2 separate regions of the Zea mays genome follow, and region 2 is linked to region 1. A link is a contact called in public Hi-C data. All regions are on one chromosome and are shown on one strand. The core of a region is the stretch at or near the end of the contact, and the rest is flanking DNA. Distances in the headings are between cores, read along the strand shown.

Evidence for each region. A called contact is a pair of places that touch in the nucleus more often than the background predicts.
Region 2: a Hi-C map of ear shows a contact between it and region 1, with 2.5 times the contacts expected there. The contact joins the promoter of LOC100283186 here to the promoter of LOC100501715 in region 1. A contact is called at or near these places in 2 of 25 Hi-C or Micro-C datasets (ear and tassel).

The regions. Positions count from the first base shown.
Region 1 is chr7:11,672,898-11,677,940 of Zm-B73-REFERENCE-NAM-5.0, forward strand. LOC100501715 reads left to right here and starts at 3,116. Exons shown (of 2, transcript NM_001196385.1): 1 at 3,116-4,523; 2 at 4,614-5,043. The coding sequence starts at 3,602. The coding sequence ends at 4,654.
Region 2 is chr7:12,034,673-12,039,715 of Zm-B73-REFERENCE-NAM-5.0, forward strand. LOC100283186 (C-Myc-binding protein) reads left to right here and starts at 2,970. Exons shown (of 5, transcript NM_001156088.2): 1 at 2,970-3,149; 2 at 3,681-3,753; 3 at 3,826-3,874; 4 at 4,008-4,131; 5 at 4,927-5,043. The coding sequence starts at 3,147. The coding sequence ends at 4,971. It overlaps LOC103632036 (AUGMIN subunit 3), which reads left to right. Exons shown (of 18, transcript XM_008653893.2): 12 at 90-145; 13 at 231-386; 14 at 490-601; 15 at 708-849; 16 at 995-1,070; 17 at 1,154-1,249; 18 at 1,368-1,662. The coding sequence ends at 1,496.

The DNA of each region.
Region 1 (5,043 bases), core at 1,866-4,365:
TACTGATCGAAGCAGCGTCCGCGCAGGGCTTGAAGGCTGTGCTCGCACACGCTTGTTCGGCGGCGGCGCCCACCGTCGCGTGCTGGGCTGCGGTGGTGCTTGCCCGTGCGCGTTGTGGTCGCGGCGGCGCACGTCCGCGCGCCCTCAGCCGCGTGACGGCGGTTGGTGCTGCACGCTCGCGCGCCCACGGAGTGGTGGCAGCAGCGGCCGACCTGCGTGCTCGCCTGCGAGGCGGCGGCAGGGTCCGTGCTCTCCTGTAATGAGGCAACAGCGGGGACAGGGCCCACGCATTCGCTCATACCTGCTCGCAACGACGATCTACGTCCCGTCGAGCGGTGGTTGCTAGCATGCGCAACACATGGTGGCTTGTGTGACCAAAGTTCTCACAAGCTCATGCTTGGCTGGTCTTACCGCCATGTAAGGAAAAAGGATGACAACATGTCCCTATTCCTTTCTATCTAAAAACTATTCCTTTGATAGGATGGATGTCGCTTTTTATTTCTTGATTCTGTTTGTTTTGCATCTCATTCGGCTTCAAGCCGGCGATTAAATCTGCTAAAGAGATGTTTTTTTCATACATGCATTTGTGTTTATGCCCGAACAAAGAGGAGGGATAAAAAAAATACATAGAGCATGTTTGGTTCGTGGCTAACTGTGCATATTTTGCTTAAAGTTAGTCGTCTGAATTGAAAAACTAACCTTAAACATAAAAGTTAGACAAAGTGTGGCAACTTAGACAGCAAACTAAACATGGCCATAAACTTCTTACGGTGAAGTGAACTTACCTCCACTGCTTTGTGAACTCCGTTGTAAGAGCTATCATGTTGATAACGTGTTACGAATCATTTGCTACTGAATATAGTCTAATGCTTCTTAACTCACAAACACAAGAGATACAAAGATATAAAAGAACTTTATTCTATTAATTTGTTACAACAAATAGTAAAAATTAAAGTTTCGGCTAAATAGTCCAAGTGGGCCTATGGCCCAAACTGGTTTAAAGTTTTCGGTTCGAGTCCGGGCAACACCATTTTCGTCTTTCTCGCGACGGCAATATAGGTGTACATTCTGGCCGCCCGGCCCGGCCCAGCTCAAGCCCGAAAAGGCCCGTATTATTTGAATTTCGGGTCGTGTCGGGCTGGCCCACAGGTCTAGCCCTCAGCCCACGACCCGGCCCATAATTGATTAAACGTGCCGGGCTCATTTCGGGCGGCCCGAAATTCAGTTTTTGGCCCGAAATTCGCATCATGGCCCAAAATTCACATCAGAGCCCGAAATTTAAAACAAATTTAATAAAACAAATAAAAGATAAGACAAATAAATTTGACCTAAAGTAAACTTAATATTTGTATTAAGTTACTAGAGCTATGTAATGACTACCTTGTTTACAAATCATTTTGTTAGAAAAAAAAAGAGTATAATCAGCTCTATATAAAGTTCGTAAGTTCAGTTCATTATCTAATGTTCATAACAAAAATAAAATTACATCACATGCTCTAATTCAAAGCTACAAAAAACATCTAACTAACATTATCTCTAGCTTTGTGTTCTTTATCAAGTACATGAAAGTGTGGAATGAAATGTGATTTTAATAAATACTAGTGGTTGCCGTGCGTTGCGACGGCTTACAACAATACCCACGTAAACTATCCACCAAAAAAATTAAGATTTTTTATTTATTGTCTCCGCTCTCCGTATAATTTTTTTGATTTGGTTAACTGATGTTATTGTTTACTCCATGCAATATGTCTTGGTACAACACGATAAATGAAGTGAGCGATTAGAAGAGAGTTCACAACGACTGACTGAACGGACAAAAAATATAAAATAATATAATTCCACCATACAGAGACCAACTAAGAAAAGTTTGTGAGCTCAAGTTTCTAAAATAAGTCGCATGAACACAAACTTATAAAAAGATAGATCAAAATATGGAGTGATTGCTAAAGTCAGACATCAATAAAAACTGGATGCACTCTATATAAATTATGCTAATTCGTAGCAATTACTAACATTTAAACCAACAAATAATTTTTCATTTTACTGTTAGTGTGACAAATCATTGTTGCTCCATCCAGTAACCTCAAACACCATAGAGTCCATTGCGCCAATGTGATCTTAGAAACGACCTAATGCTTGCAAGAGTTTGCAAGAGTCAAGAACGTAGTCCGTGCTTGGGTTGTAACCTCGGTCCGTAGTGCTGGTCTGGCCCGACACGATTATATATTTTTATTTTACAAAAAAAGTATATACATATATACAATTTATATTTAATATTAAAAACATCTGAGCATGATGTTCTACTGGTTAGACAGCTTCATCCAATGTCTCTTGCCATTCTTCCATTATAGGGCATGGGTTCGAAATCAAATGTGCCGACGTTAGCCCGACATAGTCAGTAGGCCGGCATGACATGCTTGGGCCAGAGTTGTGGCCTGCGGGCGTCTGGCCCGTGTCGGGCCGTCGTTTGGCCATCTATAGGCGTGCAGCGGATTAATTTGGAATAGATGTGAGGGGTTATTTGTAAAAAAATTATACAGGACGACCGTTGAAACTGATGTTTTAAATATAGTATAGTCATACAACAGATTAATTTGAAATGCAGCAGATTAATTTGAAATAGCTGTGAGGTGTTATTTGTAAAAAATGACGCGTGACGACTGTTGAAACTGGTGTTTTAAATATAGTATAGATATATGGGCCATTTCGTGTCTGCCTTAAACAGGTCGTGCTCGTGCCCGCCCATAGGCCGTGACCTCGGTCCAAACCCGGCCCGGCACTAAACTATTTCGTGCCTGAACCGTGACACGACACAAATGTACACCTATAAGGCTGATTTGGTGATCGAGGATCCCGAAAGGAAAAAAATCCTCTTGCTATTTAAAATTGAATTAAAGAGGACTCATGGATCCTCTAGGCCTAGTTTGGGAGTCCAAATACCGGAGGGGATTGGTGTGGCTAAAATCCCCTCTTTATTCAAAATTATATAAGGAGGGAATTTTAGCCACTCCAATCCCCTCCGGTTTTGTGGCTCCCAAACTAGTCCATAGGGATTCCTAATCACCAAATCAGCCTATAGAGGACAAATTAATCCTAGTACCGAGGACGCCTCGAACAGCACCATACACGCATGACGCATGCACCTCGATTCCCAATTTCGCATACCCCCGATCTCCCGCTCGGCAAACATGGCGAGTGCACCTCGCTCGCCATCCCAGCTTCCTGCCGTTTCAAATCGTGCACGCCGCTGATTCACGGGACCACGGCTGGTGCGGAGGTGCATCACGCAACCATTGTGCCGCCCAGTTGCTCGCTGGCTGCGCTGTGCCGCGCCGTTCGGCCCATCCACTCCACCGCCGCTCCCACCACACAGGAGTACAAGCCTACAAGGCATGTGGCGAGGGGGCAGCTCTGGCCGCCGCACGTGCTAGGAGCTGGAGCGGATCATCCTAGAGCGGCACCGCTCCAGAAGCCTCAGCCGAGAGGACGCGCTCAACCTGTTCGATGAATTGCTTCCTCAGGCCAGACAGGCCTCGGTGCACGCCTTCACTACTGTCCTATAGGCCAGAGCGCCGCGTTCGCGGTGTCCCTTTTCAATACCATGGCCCGGTCCCGCGTCAATATGATGGCCACCAACGCTTGCGCCTTTGATATCCGCATCCGCTGCTTTTGCAATGTTGGGCGTTTGGACCTCGCTGATATCCTCATCCGCTGCTTCTGCAATGTTGGGCGTTTGGACCTCGCCTTCGCTGCCTTTGGCCTGTTCCTCAGGACAGGATGGAGGGTGCAGAACGTGGTCCTCAACCAGCTAATCAAGGGTCTCTGTGATGGCAAGAGGACTGGTGACGCGATGGATATGGTGTTCCGACGGATGCCGGAGCTTGGCTATACGCCTGATGTTTTCTCTTACAATGCTCTTATCAAGGGGCTCTGCGCCGAGAAGAAGAGTCAAGAGGCTCTTGAGCTGCTGCTTCACATGACGGCCAATGGCGGATACAACTGTTCTCCCGACGTGGTGTCATATAACATAGTCATTGATGGCCTCTTTAAAGAAGGTGAGGTCGACAAAGCTTACTTCCTGTTTCATGAAATGCCGGGCCAGGGGTTTCCACCTGATCTTGTGACATACAGCTCAGTCATTGATGGCCTGTGCAAGGCTCAAGCAATGGACAAGGCTGAAGCATCCCTACAACAGATGCTTTATAAAGGTGTTATGCCAAATACTAGGCCATATAACAGCTTGATCCATGGATATTGCTCTTTAGGACAGTTGGTAGAGGCAGTGAGACTACTCAAAAAGATGTCTGGAGGTGGTCTTCAACTGAATGTTGTCACTTACAATATGCTGATTGACTATTACTGCAAGATTGGAAGATGCGCAGAAGCTAGGAGTATCTTTGATTCAATGGTTCGGAGGGGTCAAAAACCCAATGCTACCACCTACTGCAGCTTGCTTCATGGGTACGCCACCAAAGGAGCTCTTGTTGATATGCATGATCTTCTTGATTTGATGATTCGAGACGGTATTCCAATTGAACATCGTGTCTTCAACATCTTGATTTATGCATACGCTAAACATGAAACAGTAGATAAGGCAATGGCTGTGTTTGCAGAGATGCGACAGAATGGTTTGAGGCCAAATTTAGTCAGCTAAAGCACGGTAATTGACATTCTTTGCAAGACAGGCAGGGTGGAGGATGATGTGTACCATTTCAATCAGATGCATGGTCAGTGAAGGGTTGTCTCCTGACATCGTATGTTTTACCTCACTAATACATGGTCTCTGTACCATTGGTGAATGGAAGAAGGTTGGGGACTGACTTTTGAAATGATCAATAGGGGCATCCATCCAATGCTGATTGCATATTCTTGAACACAATAACGGACAACCAATGCAAGGAAGTGTTGTGGAAGCACAGGATTTCTTTGATCTGGCTATACGCCCTGGTGTGAAACCAGATGTTATTTCATATAATATACTGATAAATGGATATTGCTTCCATGTGAAGGTGGATGAGTCCATTAAGCAACTTGATCATATGG
Region 2 (5,043 bases), core at 1,720-4,219, 360 kb after region 1:
ATGACATTATAAATATATAAATATTTTCCTTTTGCATTCCCGAGTGAATAGTATGGCATGTTTGTAACTATGAATTCATGACCTTCTAGGAGATCACAATTTAAAGCTTCTGCGCCAGGACTGCTACATAAGTCATCAGAAGAAGGTGCCTTATGAGTTTGACAATTGCTTGTAGCAACCCATCTTTTTACCTGATAAGTGGTCACGTAGACACTCTTTATATCTTGCAGTTCATCAACCATCTTGTCAATCAACTTGCTGCTCACCTATTTCTAAAGATAGCCTGCCAGCTCGAAGAACAGATAAAAATATCGAGTGCCTACTCATTTCTGAAAGCTGTAGAATTGGAATTGCAGGGCTACTTCTCAGCTTTTGATGGCCGCCTGGTATTGTAGCCGAGTTCATCCGTTAAGACAGCATATTATTTAGCCTCTTATCATTTCCACTTGTGTTCTTACAAATTAGAGTGTCTACTACATGGATATATAGGGCCGGTACAATTTAATTGATCAAGCAGCATCTGAAATGTTTGAAGAGGGATCAGTTGACGACAGTGATTCTTATCTTCATGCTGTGAGGGATATCCTTAGCAGTCACTCGAGTAAGCTGGCTCCACCTACAATTCCTATATCCACATGTACTTGGGATGTTCTTTTGACTATCAAGCTGGAGTAATCCATTCAGCTTTTCAAAAAAATTTTTTGTAGGTTCCCAAGCAACGTCACCAGAATATGTGTCATCATATGGTTTGATCGGGCAGATAACAGAGCTGCAGGATGAGCTCCAGTACCTTCAGCATGAGACCGAAAATGTCCTTCCACGTGAGCGAGGAAGATGCACCGACGAACTGTGAGTTGTCCTAGCTCATTGTGCCTTGCAATTCCCCCCCAACGATTATGTCACAGCTGAACTTGACATTAACAAACCCCTACTGCTAGAATAATATGCTACCCCCTTGGTCTGATCATCCCATACTTCTCTACCTCTTTGGCAGATGCAGGATGATCCAAACACTGGAGCAAATTCTCGCTGTGTCCCTTTCTGATGAGCAACCAAAGCTGACACCATGGGTACCTTGCTCTCATCTCTCCACTTTTTATTTCGTAATTTGCTGTCACTAGTGGACTTCACACTTTTTTCCCCCTCGCTGCAGCCATTGGCGCATTCACTTGAAGACCTCGAAATGGTCAGCCAGCAGGTCTCCGCTTCCGTTAGTGAGGTGACACTAGCTCGAGACGAAAAGGCCGAGGTACTCTTTAACATTTGGCCATTTGGCGTTTGCACAATCTTGGGTTCAGAACACTTCACGCCTTTCCTTGAGTTGGCTTAAAGTTGCTGTCTATCTATATTTACGAATTTTTCTGCAGAAGCTGAAACAGCCTTCACGCAACGCGCAGCAGGAAAGGCAGGTGTTCTCAGATTTCTTCTGCCACCCGGAACGACTCGAGAATCGAGTGGAAGAGCTGCTCTCCCGCTTTAGAGCTCTCCCTGAGTAGTACCGTCCATTTCATTTGCCAAGATGGGTGGAGGAACCCTTGGCCCTCCGATTTTCAAACGGGCATCGTGTCTCATTGCCTATTCGTTTCTTTTTCTCGTGTCTGGACGACTGGAAGTGCAGTTTTTTGCATATATATATTCAAAAGCACGCGGCACAGTTTTTTTTTTGACTAAGATAAGACATCGTCTGTGGTTTACCCGGCCCGGCGTGTTCAGTTGATAAAAGGAAGTGTATCAGTTGATAAAAGCGTAATTCGTTCAAATAGTTTACTCAAATCTTTGAAGTATTGTTTGTCGCCAAAATGAGAGAGCGCTTAAAAAGAGAAGTAGCACGCCCTATAGACTATACTATAGTGGGAGGATCAATCACCTGCTTGTTTTAAAAAGATAAAGCCTGCTATTTGAATAGTTAGTTTTCTTATGTCTTAGAACGGTTGGAGTAAGACGAGGACAAACTATTAGGGCTGGTTTGGTGTACGGTGAAATGGAGATCTATTAAGATGAATCTTCTTGCTATTCTATTAAGAAATTCCTTTACTATTTAAAATTGAATAGCTTGAGAATTTCTTCTCCATGAATACTTTCTATTTCTCTGTCCATTAAACCAGTCCTTAGAGACCTGATCTTCCATGTTAACAAAACGTGTTGGAGATGCTCTCAGGTCTACAGTACTAGTAGAAAACTGAAACATCCAAACGGGTCTTAAATTACTGTTTTGCTATGTGATTGAAATATCGAGTGGGGATTACAAGAAATAGTAATAAACTTTAATATACAGTAGGAACTACTCTAAGCATAAGATATAGCTAAGACACATATAGTCATGTATAAAATTTGTTTTTACTATATTTGTTGTCACAGCTAGAATATTCAATAAATTTAATGCACTAATTAGCTATATCTTTTGTCTCGAGCTAAGAGATGTGTCTTTATCAAAAAAACATACGGTCTGATTGGTTGCCTGCTACTCGTCAACCTGGTTCTGCGTATGCGTTGACCATGCCGCAACTTTTGATTGGATGCTTGTATTAGAATGGTTGAGCCTGCATGTGTGGGTGTATCTTATACCAAATCAAATTCTTTTGGTTGCATGCGCATGAACGCAGAAAAATGGAGTTTGGGACAAACAGGGGCGCACGCGCCATGCATTAGTTGAGATAGTGGTCAGTGGTGGATTCAGAAATAGATCAAATGAGTCCGAACTATGGGTTCTGAACTATATATTGAGGAGGCTAGAGATAGCCGTAATGTGAATGAAGGGAGCCACCATAAAGAGGATACGTGAATTACAAACGTGTGTCTTACATGTCGGTAGCCTGCAGCATGCTATTATGCCTTTGTATCCTGTAAACATGGATCTCCTTCATATGACTATGTTAAAATCAATACAAAATACTAAATGCTGCTTAGACTGCTAGACGGAGGCTATAATCTCACTGGCCGGTTCTGAACCTGCCCCTAAAAAGACACCTATTCTACATGCCGACACTTCGTCGAGGACATGAGCCAGCTACTTACTCGGCTTCGCGGCAGTACAGATCCGGCCGACACTTCGTCGTCAAGCTCTCGCCATTTGCAACTCCTTGCTCCGCCGACCTCGACGCAAACTACAACTTCTCGCTTGCGCCTGTCCAGGATCTGCTCTCGCCATGGTACCGCCCTCTTTCTCGGCCTCTGAAACCACCCCCTCTCTCCCCTGCCCCCTCCTGCATTTGCTGCCGTTCTTCGATGCAGGTTGCAGGGACGGACCCAAATAGGGGGCCGAACATTCCCTTAGAGTTCGCACGCTTGCTGATGCAGTGCAAGCCTGCAACCTGACGCAGAGGTGCGCTAGTGCCAGGTGCGGCGAGCCAGCAGGCCAAGGAAACCGCCCCAGGGGTCCAGGTCTCCTCACGGCGACGGGAGAGCGCGAGCCAATGTGGAGCGATTAGTTGGTCGCTGCTGCCAATTGTTCTGCATGCGGCTTGATTTCCTCTAGACTGTAGTAGTTTCACTTCCTCTTGAGTTTTAGGCCCAGGATAAACAAAGCTTTCCTTTTTCCCTGCAAACAAGTACTCCTAACCATTGGAATTGACAGCATGTAAGCTGTAGACAAAGCCCAACCTAACCCACGACTCTGCTTATTGCTTATTGCTTCGTGCTGCGTTCGCCTCCCAACGTGATGTTTATGACTTGGTTTACAGGACAGGGAAGCCAAGAAAGAAGCGTTCAGGAAGTATCTTGAATCCAGTGGCGTGCTCGATACCCTCACGAAAGGTTTGTGCTCCATCCGCTGTAGATCACTATGGTTATGTAACTGGCTAGTTACATCTTCATCTTCCCATGCAGCTCTTGTGGCGCTGTACGAGGAGAACGATAAGCCTTCATCTGCAGTCGAGTAAGTTGGCTCATGTAAAATCTACTAGCGACTGAGATTTCCTTTTCCGTATTTCGTTCACGAAATGGCGATCTTGGTTCAGTGGCCCCTAAGCATTTCTCCTGTGGCTTCTAACATGTTTGTATCCCCATAGATTTGTTCAGCAGAAGCTGGGTGGCCCGTCAATCTCTGACTATGAAAAGCTCAAGGCAGAGAAGCTGGACTTGCAATTGAAGTATGATAAGCTTTTAGAGACCCACAAGGAAACATGCAGACAGGTATGCGATGTTACTGTGTTGGCACTGTACACTACTCTGTCTATTTACACGGCACACTTAATGTTCAGTAGCATTTGGTGTTACAACTTTCACCAAATTTGCGTACGTGGATATAGATACTCCACAGAAATGTCATGTATGATTAAGAAGGGTTAGTTGTTATTGTCTTAAAGCTTACTGCTTGTTTGAAGTAATTCTGCTTATTTGATGATGAAACTCCTGCACTCCAATAATGTACTCATAGCAACAATTCTGTCTTTAACTTAAGTGCGGGATGTTCTGAATTCCACTAGACTGCATAATGTTCAGCTGACCCAATTGGATGTTTTTGGATGTAGAAATACCAATATACATTTAAAAAACAAACTCATTTTCATCACACTGTGATCTGGCAAAAGTGTTCTGTCATGCAAGGCCAGGTTTTTCTCCTCAAGTCATCATTCTTGTGTTTTGGTTCTATGCATAAAAATTTTAGTTAGATTGAGAGGTAGGTTGCGGCAAGGAGTGATGGCATTTCTGAACCAGTTTATCCTGTGGATTTCTAAGTTCTAGTTAACTTATTTGTGTTGTTTCCTCATATGTCTGTTAGCATTCTAGACTTGCAAAGCCCTATGTTTTTTTTGGGGGGGTGGGGGGCTTGTATGTTCTGAACACAAGATGACATTCATCTGGTGTTCTGTAAATTTCAGTTATGATATCACAATTTTGTTGTGAATACCAAGCAGAATTCACATATGATTTCAACAAAAGTGAATATGGCATGGATCAGTTGTTGATGTCTATCTCATTTTGCAGCTGGAGGAACTTAAGAATATGAAGTACGGTGCACCCTGGAACTGAAATAACGTGTGTTGACATTGTAAATGTATCATGAAGCATGTACTTTTTACACCTCTCTGAAGCATTGCTAAG